Regions from separate parts of the Danio rerio genome. Here region 1 is linked to region 2. The links are chromatin contacts, called in public Hi-C maps. All regions are on one chromosome and are shown on one strand. Each heading gives the region's core, a stretch centred on a gene start, on an enhancer-like site or on the middle of the called end of the contact. The rest is flanking DNA. Distances are from core to core; before and after follow the strand shown. Region 1 holds the start of cdca5 (cell division cycle associated 5). Region 2 holds the start of stip1 (stress-induced phosphoprotein 1).

Region 1 (6,434 bases), core at 1,098-3,597, 360 kb before region 2:
ACAATATCCAATGATCTAAGATACACTTGGTGAACGTTTTCTTGTAAAATTGTTTGTTTTACATACATATTATGTATAATAACAAATCAGTTGTTTGATTATTGACGTATATATATGTAATTTGTTTGTGATGCGTGTCTCAATCAGGATCTCAATAAATATGGGCTGTTGTTATTGTTCTTACACAGGTTCGACCAGCAGGTGTCGCCAGCGTGTAGTGTTTCAGATATGATTTTTACTTTTTTGTCCCCTGATTGAAACACAAAATCTAATTGTAATGCTTTTTGTCCACAGTTATTAATTACAGTTACTATAATACCATTACAATTGGTGCTGTATATTTTTGTGGAAACCAAGATATAGGCCTACACATTTCAGGATGATTTGTTTAAAAGACTACTACTTTTGATGCACTGATACAGTTTTCTGCTTAAATGAGATATTACAATGATTTCATTATTGATCATATTGTTTATTAAAATAGTATGTATTCAATTAGGAGTTCGTTTACATTGTAATAGTTTCCAATGTTTGTACTTGAGGCCAGTTTATGATCAAATAGATTTATTTTTTTTGTGTGCGAAAAGACTTTTTAAGGGGTGAGGCGCAGTAGGTAGTGCTGTCGCCTCACAGCAAGAAGGTCGCTTGTTCGAAACTCGGCTCAGTTGGCGTTTCTGTGTGGAGTTTGCATGTTCTCCCTCCCTTCGCATGGGTTTCCTCCGGGTGCTCCGGTTTCCCCCACAGTCCAAAGACATGCGGTAACAGGTGAATTGGGTTCATTTCGCTGTGGCGACCCCGGATTAATAAAGGGACTAAACCGACAAGAAAATGAATGAATGAATGAATGAATGAAGACTTTTTAAACAGGAAACTGTGTACATGGGCCATTCTATTCTTCAACTACGGGCACTTTTAGCCTTGTGAAGTTGAGTAAAAAAAACGTGTTCAAAATTATTGTGACATAACCTCATAAGTTTAAACAGTTTGTCTAGTTTTAAGAACTGTAGGAGGACAAACTTGGATAAAAAGAGAAACATGTTTCCATCGTGAACTGAACAAATGTCAATTCCACCACATCTCATTATATACAGCTTTTTTAAAAATGAAATAAATGATGGCCGTCAAACATTGTCTAAGATAATTTTTGTATCTAGTTTAACCAATCTTTCCACAATATATAGCTATATAATATTAATTATACATTTGTCAATGAAATAAATTAGTTGTATGCTGAGCTGTACACCTGTCACACTCTAAAATTTTATATTAATTCGGTTAAGAGCTTATTAGAAAATAAATAAACTGAATTTGTAAATTAAATAGAGCAGGAACTCATACTTTGTGAATACACTTTTAATGTGTGATGAGAACTTTTTAAATATTTTTTTAAATGTGTGTGGTGATGGAAATGACAGTGGTGGAAATGACATGTCTACAGTTTATTGTGAAAAAAATGAAAGATATAGCTTCACCGATTCGCTTTGAATTGAGACTAGCCTTTCATGTCTACAAAACACTCTTATTTAGTTTGGTTTTTAAAAAACATCTTTGAAGGTAAAACATGTTCGGAAATGACACAGAATAAATGTATTTCCTTATCAAGCAATTTTTACCTTGAATATTTTTCAATTATTGTTGATGAAAATGTAAATTCCCGCCATTTTGAAGATGTTCTCAGATGTCACTATTAATTTTCAGAGAAACCACCTAAATAATCTCAAACAAACTTTGTAAAGCGACATTACAGTGTTGAGCTGGAAATGACACTGATACTGTGACACAGCTATGTTTTGTTCACAAAATAATATTGATAATAGTCTCACATTAATAACCATTAAATATTTAACTTATTTCACTAGTGCTTCATTAAGATACATTAATAGACACCAGATAAATAATCTTTTAAAATGTTATATTCATTGTTGAAGTTTTTTTGACATCTAAAAGGAGGTTGAATAAAATGAAAAATATATGATAGAAAGGTAGTCAATATTTTTCTGTAGGTTTTATTGTTAGTTTGACAAAGAAAGAGAAATTTGAACAAAATTATAAATATTTTTGGATATATGATGAAAGGACAAAAGTACCCGTGGTTTAAGAATTACCCACATATGTTTGAAAACACAACAACGTTATCATAAAGGTACATAACCGAGTGAACTCGCCTATTACTTTCAAAATATAGCAATGTATAGTCAAGCACTACTTATTATATAATTGTGTTATTTTACACTGTTTAAAAATAAAGGGAACACTTAAACAACATAATGTAACTCCAAGTGTTTCCTTTATTATTTTGAAAAGTAATGTTATATATTATATGTATAGCGTCCTCCAGAGGATACCAAGTTTAACTCACCGGATGTTGCGTTAGCTCCACCCCGCGTCCGCCATGTTTGTTGCTACAATGTGAAGGCGGGCGAATTTAAAAAGTAGAGTCGATTGATGTTTACCTAAAGACACTGAATTTTAGCTGTTTGTTGGTTATTAATCCTTATAACAAAGCGTAAACGAAGCAAAGTCACAGTTCTGATTGCATACGTGCTGCGATCGTCGCGTTGTAAATTTCATGCGTGTTTATTGTGTTAGCTCACTAGCTAGCAGCTGTCTGTTTTGTATTGTGGATCGGTGACGTTTTGCAAGATGAGCACCAAAACACCACGATTAACATCGAGGAAAAGCAGCGATCAAATCATAAGTGAGTGTTATTAATGTGAACATAACACTTTTGTTTGTTACAGAGTGTAATCTGCAGTTACCGTATTCTAGTATAAAGTTAATAATGAATGTGAATGAACGCTTTATAATGCTAGTGTGATCCGTTTACTGTGTTTTCTATACACAAATGGTTCATTATCCTTTATTTGTTTTAATTTTAATTTGTAAATTTTTACATAGAGTCAAATGGAAAGAGTCCAGCACGAAGGAGGTCCAGCAGATTGTCTGCAAATGATGAGAATCTGCCATCTAAAGTGGTGGTGAGTTTACTAGAAATTCATTAATGAAACATTGATACATCAGGTGTTCACGTCTATATGTGTTAAAATAGATGTTAAAATAAAAACTGGTTGTTGTGAGTTGACAGTGAGGTTGTTTTGCACATCAAGCATTTAAATTAGTTGCTACCTTGTTAATTTTGCTCTCTGTTAAATCTGTTGTAACGTTACTAAATAATCTAAAATAGCATGTCAGTTTGGCTTGCACGCCGCCGGACAAGCACTAGTCGCTTTTAACACATGAGAGACGGTTCTTTTGCTGTGCTTGTGTTTAAGGAGGCATGGCTCTAGACGGCAGGGGAGGGACTGTCATTCAGAGATTTATGCTAAGCTGTTAGCATTGTGAAAGATCACCTACTGGACTTTTAATACATCATACAAAAGTAAAACCCAGGTTAATTGATGTACAATATAATAATAATATTACTTTCATTAAAGCCTCCTCCAGTGGCCATGAAGCGGTCGATCACTGTGCGGAAAATTGCACCCAGGAAAACCCAGGTAATTTAACCAATTTAATGCTCATGTTATTGATTAAGACCTTAAAGGGACAGTTCACCCAAAAATGAAAATTCTTCTATCGTTTACTCAGCCTTCACGTATTCATTTTGTGAAAGGTTGACGGAAGAATGCTGGTTGATTCCACCTATTGACTTCCATAATTTTATTCTCCTACTATGGAAGTCGATCAGTCCCAGCAATCAGCATTCTTCAAAATATCTTCTTTTGTGTTCAACAGAAGAAAGAAACTTAAATGGGTGTGAAACCATTTGAGGGATATTAAATGATGAAGTAATGAACTATCCCTTTAACACAAACTCATGTGTCTCTGTGTGTGGTGTTGTCTACTGTCTTATTTTTATCTATGGTATGCTATTGAGTGACTGGATTTCCTTCAGAATTGATAAAATACCTAACTAATGATTTAAATAAATAATAATGATCATAAATCTCCTTCTAGGCCTTGTCTAACAGTAACAAGGAGAACGTGGAGAGAATATCTGAAGTGTCAACAAAGCGCTCCAAAGTCTTGACATCTTCGCCGGCCATATCAGCAGAGCCCAAGACATCTGTCCTGTCTCCAATCCTCCCGTCTTCATCTCCTCCTCCTCAGCCCACAGAATCAGAACAGGACTCTGTTTGGTCCAAGAAAGTGCGACGCTCCTACAGTCGCCTCAGTATGGGGGACAAATCCTTCGAAAGTCCCAGACCTGCCCGTTCCTCTTCTCCAAACAACAGAGAGTCCCTGTTTGGCTTCGAGCGTCTTCAGACCCCAGAGGTGATGAAGAAGACTGAAGGGTCTCGAAGCGCTCCTCTGGGCTTCATGTCCCTCTCTATGGGTTCTTTTAACCTCTCTGCTGCTGATGAAAGCGCTTCTAACCCTCCAGAGGTTGATCCGAACATCCCTGGTGTGTGTCTGGGGAAAAAGACCACCAGGAGGAAGCGCGTTCAACAGATAAAGGTGAGAGCGAGTTGGGGAAAATGAAACATGACTATTATACAAGATTTTTTCTGACATGAAATCAAAAAATAAAAGGTATTTGTGACTAGGGTCGCTAAATTTTGGGTGTTTTCAAGGCTGAAAACTTCCCATGGGAATATAAAGTTGAAGTCAAAATTATTAGCCCTGAATTTTTATTTTATTTTTATTTTTTCTAATATTTCCTAAATGATATTTAACAGAGCAAGGAATTTTTTACAGTATTTCCGCTAATATTTTTTCTTCCTGAGAAAGTCTTATTTGTTTTATTTCGGCTACAATAAAAGCAGTTTTAAATAAAAAAAAAACTTTTTAAGGTTAATATTATTACTCCCCTTAAGCAATATTTGTTTTTACATTTGCAATATTTGGTTTTAGCATTACAGGGCTCAAAATTGCAACCGTTTTGGTTGCATACGCGCCGGATATTTTTATTCATGCGACCTTAAAATATATTTAGGAGCATTTGTGCGAGTGCATAAAAGTGTTGCCATGCATGCGACTAGTTTTCACTGCAGATTCAATAATAATAATAATACATTTTATCTAAAGGCGCCTTTCTAGCAACTCAAGGACACTGTACAATCAACAAAAGCAATAAAACAACGGGAGAAAAAAATAAAATATACACAACAATAGTGCAGATAAAATGAAGTATTGAAAGCCATCTTAAATGAGTGGTTTTTGAGTCTTGATTTAAATAGTGTGAGGGAGTCAATGTTTCTGATGGCAGGTGGTAGTGAGTTCCAAAGCCGCGGAGCAGAGCGGCTAAATGCTCTGTTGCCCATAGTTGAAAGACGAGAAGGGGGAACAGACAAGTGGAGGGAGGAAGAAGATTGCAGAGTGCGAGAAGGAACATAAATGTGGATGAGGGCAGACAAATATGGAGGAGCGAGATTGTGGATGGCTTTGAATGTTAACATCGAGATTTTAAAGTCAATTCGAAAATGAACAGGTAACTAATGAAGCTGCTGCAGGACAGGGGTGATGTGATGAGAAGAAGGGGTTCTGGTGATGATCCGGGCAGCTGAGTTCTGGACCAACTGAAGCCTACAGAGGAATTTATGAGAGAGACCAAAGAGAAGAGAGTTGCAGTAATCTAAACGAGATGTGACAAGGCTATGAACGAGAACAGCAGTGGCATGAGGGGTAAGAGAAGGGCGGAGATGGTTAATGTTGCGTAGGTGGAAGTAAGCATACCGGGTGATGTTATTGATGTGAGAATCAAAAGATAGGCTGCTGTCAAGGATGACACCCAGACTCTTAACCTGTTTAGAGGGATAAATGGAACAGTCGTCAATTTGAAGAAAAGCTGTCAGTTTTGGAAAGTGATTATTTGGTACCAACAAGCAAAACCTCAGTTTTTGAACTATTTAGTTTGAGGAAGTTAAGAGGAAGCCAGGACTTGAATTCTGCTAAGCAGACTGTGAGGGATGTAGGTGGAAAACAAGAAGAGGGTTTGCCAGAGAGATAAAGCTGGGTGTCATCCGCATACAACGCTGTATGTTATGCTTACTGAGAATATTACCAAGTGGAAGGAGATTGATTATAAAAAGTAGGGGCCCCAGGACTGAGCTCTGGGGAACACCCGATTTAGAAGACATTCGCGCAGAATGCATCTTTGAAGCTAAAAACGTGAAACAAAGTGCTAGGGAATAGTTTAAACATTGATGTCACGTCAACTTTCTACAGTAAACAAATCCCGCAATGCTTTCCCCGCCTTCAAGCTCTTCTGATTGGCACACTGCTCTAGAACTGAATGCGAATGGATTGATTAATACCAGGTGTCAATCATTTAGTCAAAGCTTCTGCTTCATGTGACGGGGAGCTACAGCTGTGAAAATGTAAAACGCTGAAGATAAGAGAATGAAAAGCACACAGACAGAGTTTGTTTTAAAAAACACCTAAAGTTAGAAATAATGACACAGCTGATAAATGATACACTTTTTATGTTTTAT
Region 2 (6,112 bases), core at 1,268-3,767:
ACACCTTTACTCAAGTAAATTCTTACATCAAATCAAATTTAAATTGATCACCTTTAATAATCATATTTTCTAATGTAAACATGTTTCTGTAGCCGTAATGTTCTCCTTTGCATATTATAATTGCCTTACACAATCACATTTGTACTGCTGCCCGAATAGGATTTTGGATTGGGCAACACAATATGCCACGCTTAGTCTGTCCAGACAAATCTCAGTCATACCGGCCACGTGTACAGGCCATCTGGGGAACATTTTTTCCATAAACAGGTATTTAGATGAGCATTAGATGTACATTCATAATTGGTAATAATAATAATAATAACAATTACTAGTATTTTTATTGTTGTTGTTTTAATAATAACAATAATGCTGATAATAATAATGATAATGATAATAATAATAATACTTATAATAATAATAATAATAATAATTATTATTATTATTATTAGTAGTAGTAGTAGTAGTAGTAGTATTGTTATTATCCTGAACACCAGATAGTCATAATTTTTTAAGTTTTACAATTTTAAAACAGTCCTTGAAGCCAGATATTATTATTACTGTCGTTATTATTATTATTAATAATAATACTAAACATGTAATGTGGGAAGGGGGGAGTGAGGACGATTCTAAGGGCCCATAAATTTCGGGGGCCCGCACAGACATTATCAAAGGCCTGCGCATAGTGCATATTGAAGCTTCAAAAACACAAACAAAGCTTGATATCAGATGTCTAGGATAGAAGATTCTGAATAATATGACTTTCTGGTTTATTTATAAATTGTTTTCCTTTACATAGTTCCTAATTCGCAGATAGCGAAAGAAATGAGACTGCGGGAGAGGAAGGAAACCTTTTTAACCTTATTTTTGATTAAAATTTTTTGGGTAAAGACCACACAATCTCCTTAAGAATATCATGAAATAAATTATTCCAGTCAAATTTGACATGAGGAATAAAGATGCCGAATCTATTTCTGAGAGAAAGCATGAAACAATTTTTTCCTATCACTGTTTCACAAGCATTAATCAAAGAAGTGAACAGGAGTACAGAATCAAGAGAGTTTTTTTTTTTTAAATTGCAATAGCTCCACTGGAAATTGTCCATCACTGGCAAACTCTCGTGATTTTACAGGAATACATACAGAAAATATTGGAAAGAAATGGTGTATGTAAACGTCAAACATTTACAAACTTTAAAAAATGTTTTTCCTTTATAAAACTGCTTGTAAATCAGGTTATTGGAAAAATAACCTGTCATTTAGCAGCGCACAGAATTTTAATTTTATTTTTTTTATTAACAATGCTTGAACAGTAACAGAAAGGCATTAATACTTTTTAGAGTTACATAAAAGACTGAGATAACAATCAAATTGCATACATTCACAATCTTTCCATCCTCTTTAATGATACGACATATATAAATAAATAAAATAACAAAAATTAACAAACAAAAAAATGCTAAAGAAAATTAAGTAGCAGGGGAGTTAAAGTTCTTAAAATATGAAACCAAAATCATCCAATGATGAATATAAATATCTTGCTTTTTGGCTTTTCATCTCTCTTAATGTCTTTAAATACATAACAAATTCTTCTTTAAACACCACTAGTCTTGGGGGAATAAAAAAATGCATGTATGAATATGGAATTTTAATAATAACATCAAATTATTTATTATATAAGATATCTCTTTATACTTAAGTATTAGGCCAACTTTAATAATTTCCCATGAGAAGACAATCTCATAGATATTTTCTGTTTTATCCAAACTAAAACTTCATCCCAAAATCTTTTAACCTCATCACATTGGAAAAACATTCTGTTGTTTCTGTATCTACATTACAAAACTGGCGTAAATTTGAGTCACCAATATTAAATTTTAACCGTAGAAATTCTTTTGCAGGATAAATGTGATTCATAATTTTAAAGTGCACTTCTTTACATTTAGGATTAACAGGATATGAAAGGATTTTTTTAATAATATCATAAATAATTTTCCTATCATAACGTGACAAAATATAAGCTCTCTTTACAGGTCCTGGAAAGTTTGTAGCGCTAAGAATTCTTGCAAAGCTCTGGAACATTCAGCATTACTTTTCTCAACAACTTTAGCTCTCGTTTCACCAATAATAAACGGCTGATCCAATCAGTGACGAGAGCGCTGCTTCTTCTGTTGACAAATGTAACGTAACACTTTTCAGTCCTTCCACTCGTATGTCACTTTTAGCCGGGTTGCCATGCGCAACGCATCGATTCAAAATTTCATTTTCTAGAATTTTCTGGAGACTTTGATTCACAGTTTGATTCATTATTAAAGATATTATATTGTATTAGTGATTAATTACTTAGTTTAATTATAAACAGGGTAAGGACGTGTTTGTAAGAATGTTAATCTGTTTAAATTATTTCAGAACGTCAAACTTCACTAGTCAAAAACTTTACTTTTCATGAGGTAATAATTCAACAACTGGCAACCCATCTCTCTGCAACATTGATAATAGGCAGAGAGGCGGGGCTTCGCTAGTGTCTTGGTAGATTCTGGAACATCATCCCCACGCTATGGAGAAAGTAAGTAACTTGTATTGAACAGCTTATTTTAAACATTCTGAAAAATAGTTTTCGTGCATTACCTATGAAACCTATTCAAAGAGTGTTTCATATTTGCTCGTTTTATAGGCAGACGCATTGTAGCTCGTTTTAAACCGTATCAATGATAGTAAGAGCTAGTTTGCTAACAACGCGTTAGCATTTGAGTCTGACACGCTGTGCTTTAACCTGCAATCTGTGCGAACGATTCTTCTGCAACAGTTATCTTGAAGATGGTGAGCATTATTTGTACAGATGTTGATGTTTGTGAATTAAGTGTTTATACGACTGCTCGGTCACCTCCCATCAGTTAGCAAGTTAGCATAAGCTCATGTCAGGTCTAGAGACTTCTGTGTGTGTGTGTGAATGGCTGAACATCATTTCATTCAAGCCAGTCTTGCTGTTCAAAACTAAGCTGATGCATTTGTTATCTTTTTTCTTTAGACCATTTTGAGGGATGTAAACGAAAACAATGGTTCCGACGTATTTCCTGTTTTGCATGTTTTAATTACTATAGCTTTTGAGTATCCAAAAAAGAGCCACATACTGATAAATTATGTTATGATATCTGTTTTAACATGAAGTTATGATTGAATTATCTCTAGTTAGAGTTATGAAATAGTTTGATAACAAGCAGGAAATGTTCATGGGCCAATGACATGACCACATTGAAATGGTCTATTCAGTTAATATTATGTGCAACTGCATTAAAAGGTTTATTGTACATTTATAGCTTAGGATAGTACGCAAACGTCCTCTTTATACTGTATGTTTTCACATTTTTCTTTTCAGTGTGATTTTACAGTTATCATGGATCGTTATTAAGTCATTTAACAACATCTATTGAGCTTTGATTTCATAAGCAGTAATGTGTGTTTCTTAAAAGTGCATGTGTTTGAATGCAAGCTGTGACTCTATGGGACATCAGCTGTCAGTGACGATTATTTCTGGTCTCCACAGCAGATGCTGCTTTCTATTCCAGCAGTTCACTATTTTCAAGAAATCCTGTTTAACACCAGTTGTCAGTCAAACAAAGCTTAATCACCTAAAAGGAAAAACAAATAAATGATCTAGTAGTTAAAGAGCACTTATTACGGCCCTTTTTACAAGATTTTAAAAAATGAAGTCTCTAGAGCAGAGGTGCCCAAACTTTTTCGTATGAAGGGCCAAAAACCAAATATCATTAAGAGCTGTGGGCCGAAGGTATGCATGGGACGATTACCATTTTCAAGGTATACCATGTTTGTAAAAGCTAAGGTTTTAAAACCGTCAACATGTTCTTCAATACCGTTCATAAGTTATGTGTAAGATTTTTTTACTTAATTATTTTTTGTTTTTTTTTAGGACGACACATTCTAAGAAAAAAGGTATGCGAGCTGTCACTGGTGTAGTACCTTTTTTAATTAGTACCTAAAAGGTTCATATTAATACTTCAAGGGTACATATTAGTACCTTAAAAGTACAAAAGTGTTCCTCTTAAAATATTTAGGTACTTTTATTTATATATATATATATATATATATATATATATATATATATATATATATATATATATAAATAAATATATAAATAAATAAATAAATAAACTTTTGAGGTACCAAAGGTACCACCCCAGTGACAGCTCGTGTAGCTATATGTCTGAGTGCAGTATCTCCAGCCGAAATTTTAAATTGTAAAAAAAAATCTGTTTTTGAAACAAATGAAGACAGCAGAAGTCAATGATTTGTTAAGCCTGACACGTTTACTGTTCCAAAATATTTTAAAAGATTCTCAAAATAGAATATATAGTGTTCAAAAGAGAAAAAAGTTTTTCCTTTTTTTATCCAGACATTTAAAAAGAATATATTTTAGAGCAGTAATCAAAATATCGTGAAAAGGTGATATTTTTATCCAAGGTTATTATACTGCCAGAATCTTATATCGGCCCATGCCTAGCTGAAGGTAAATAATATACCAAACTATATTACATTAAAGTGCTGCACAGATAGTTGTCCTTCTGTAGGGTTCTCCTCTCTCCACAAAAAAAAAATGCTGGAGCTCAGACTGAGTGACCATCCGGTTATCGATCACCTCTTCTTCTCCTCTGATCACTTAGCTTAAATGGCCGGCCAGCTCTAGTCCTGGTGGTTCTAAACATCTTCCACTTACAGATGATATAGCCCGCTGTGCTCATTGGAACTTGCAGAGCAGCAGAAATTTTTCTGTAACCTTCCCCAGCCTTGTGCCTCGGCAATCCTGTCTCGGACAGACAATACCTTTGTCTTCATGCTTGGTTTGTGCTTTGACATGCACTGTCAACACTGGGACCTTGTATAGACGGGTGTATGCCTTTTCAAATCATGTCCAATAAACTGAATTGACCACTGCCTAAACATCAAGAATGATCAGTGGATTTTAGAGCTTGACAGTAAAGGCTGTGAATACTTGTGTACATGTGATTTTTTTTTTTCAGGTTTTTTTATTTTTAATAATTTTGCAACATTTTCCAAAAGCTTTTTTTTCACATTGTTGTTATAGGCTATTTTGTGTAGAATTATAAGAAAATAAATGAATTTAGTCCATTTTCGAATAAGACTATAACATAAATAATGTGGAAAAAGTGAAGCGCTATGAATACTTTCCGGATGCACTGTTTGTGTTTTAAGTCCACAAGTTGATTATTGGCCTAGTCTCAGCAACTTCCAGTTTTCTCTTGACAAAAATGAAATGTGTGTGTTTTTGAATCTCTCTTTCTCCATAGGTATCGCAACTGAAGGATCAAGGAAACAAGGCGCTGAGCGCAGGAAACCTTGAAGAGGCGATTCGGTGCTACACAGAGGCTCTGACCTTAGACCCCTCCAATCATGTCCTCTTCAGTAACCGATCTGCAGCTTATGCCAAGAAGGGTGATTACGACAATGCCCTGAAAGATGCCTGCCAAACTATAAAGATCAAGCCAGACTGGGGCAAGGTGGGGTTTGTAATTGCTGCTATTGTCTCTCTTTTCCTGATATCTCCTCTGTTACAGTCAGCTGATTTCCAAAATGTGGTCAAATTGACACTTGGCAAAGACTTATGCCCTTCCATTGTCAATTTCTTTTTTTTAAATGGAGCTTACTAGCTATTATTAAAAAAAGAAAAAAAAATTGTAAACAAGAAAATGTAAGGACAAGGACTATGGGAAAATTAATATTTTCTGGAAAATATGTGTTGAATCCAGACAGGAAAATCAAATAAATTTGAAGGACATAATCGGAATGAAAGAAGGGGTTCCAAATGAAGATTAAAGTTCTAGCCTACAGATTAGAGTTAATACAACGTATCACATCAGATGGTGAATGATAGCAGATATCAACTATGCCTGACACATTTAGAAATTTCTGGATTTATAGCATCTGTTTATGTGACACTTTAACTGGGGTTGATTTGTATTTTGGGATAACAGCAGTAAGACTTCTGTGTGTATTCAAAATAACAAAACATTATTGTGATTCATAAAGTAAACAAACAACAACCAAAAAAAGCATGAGTTCTTGAATTTTGTTTATTCACT

Evidence for each region. Hi-C and Micro-C count contacts between places; a contact is called where the count stands out from the background.
Region 1: a contact with region 2 is called in a Hi-C map of hematopoietic stem cells, with 6 times the contacts expected there. The contact joins the promoter of cdca5 here to the promoter of stip1 in region 2. A contact is called at or near these places in 7 of 18 Hi-C or Micro-C datasets (caudal fin, embryo, fibroblasts and 2 more) and 2 of 4 datasets of contacts at active chromatin or transcription factors (caudal fin and embryo).

What each region holds. Positions count from the first base shown.
Region 1 is chr5:73,184,193-73,190,626 of GRCz12tu, reverse strand. It overlaps cdca5 (cell division cycle associated 5), which reads left to right and starts at 2,347. Exons shown (of 5, transcript NM_001100947.1): 1 at 2,347-2,698; 2 at 2,899-2,978; 3 at 3,435-3,497; 4 at 3,958-4,458. The coding sequence starts at 2,644.
Region 2 is chr5:72,820,847-72,826,958 of GRCz12tu, reverse strand. stip1 (stress-induced phosphoprotein 1) reads left to right here and starts at 2,517. Exons shown (of 14, transcript NM_001007766.2): 1 at 2,517-2,562; 2 at 5,321-5,530. The coding sequence starts at 2,554.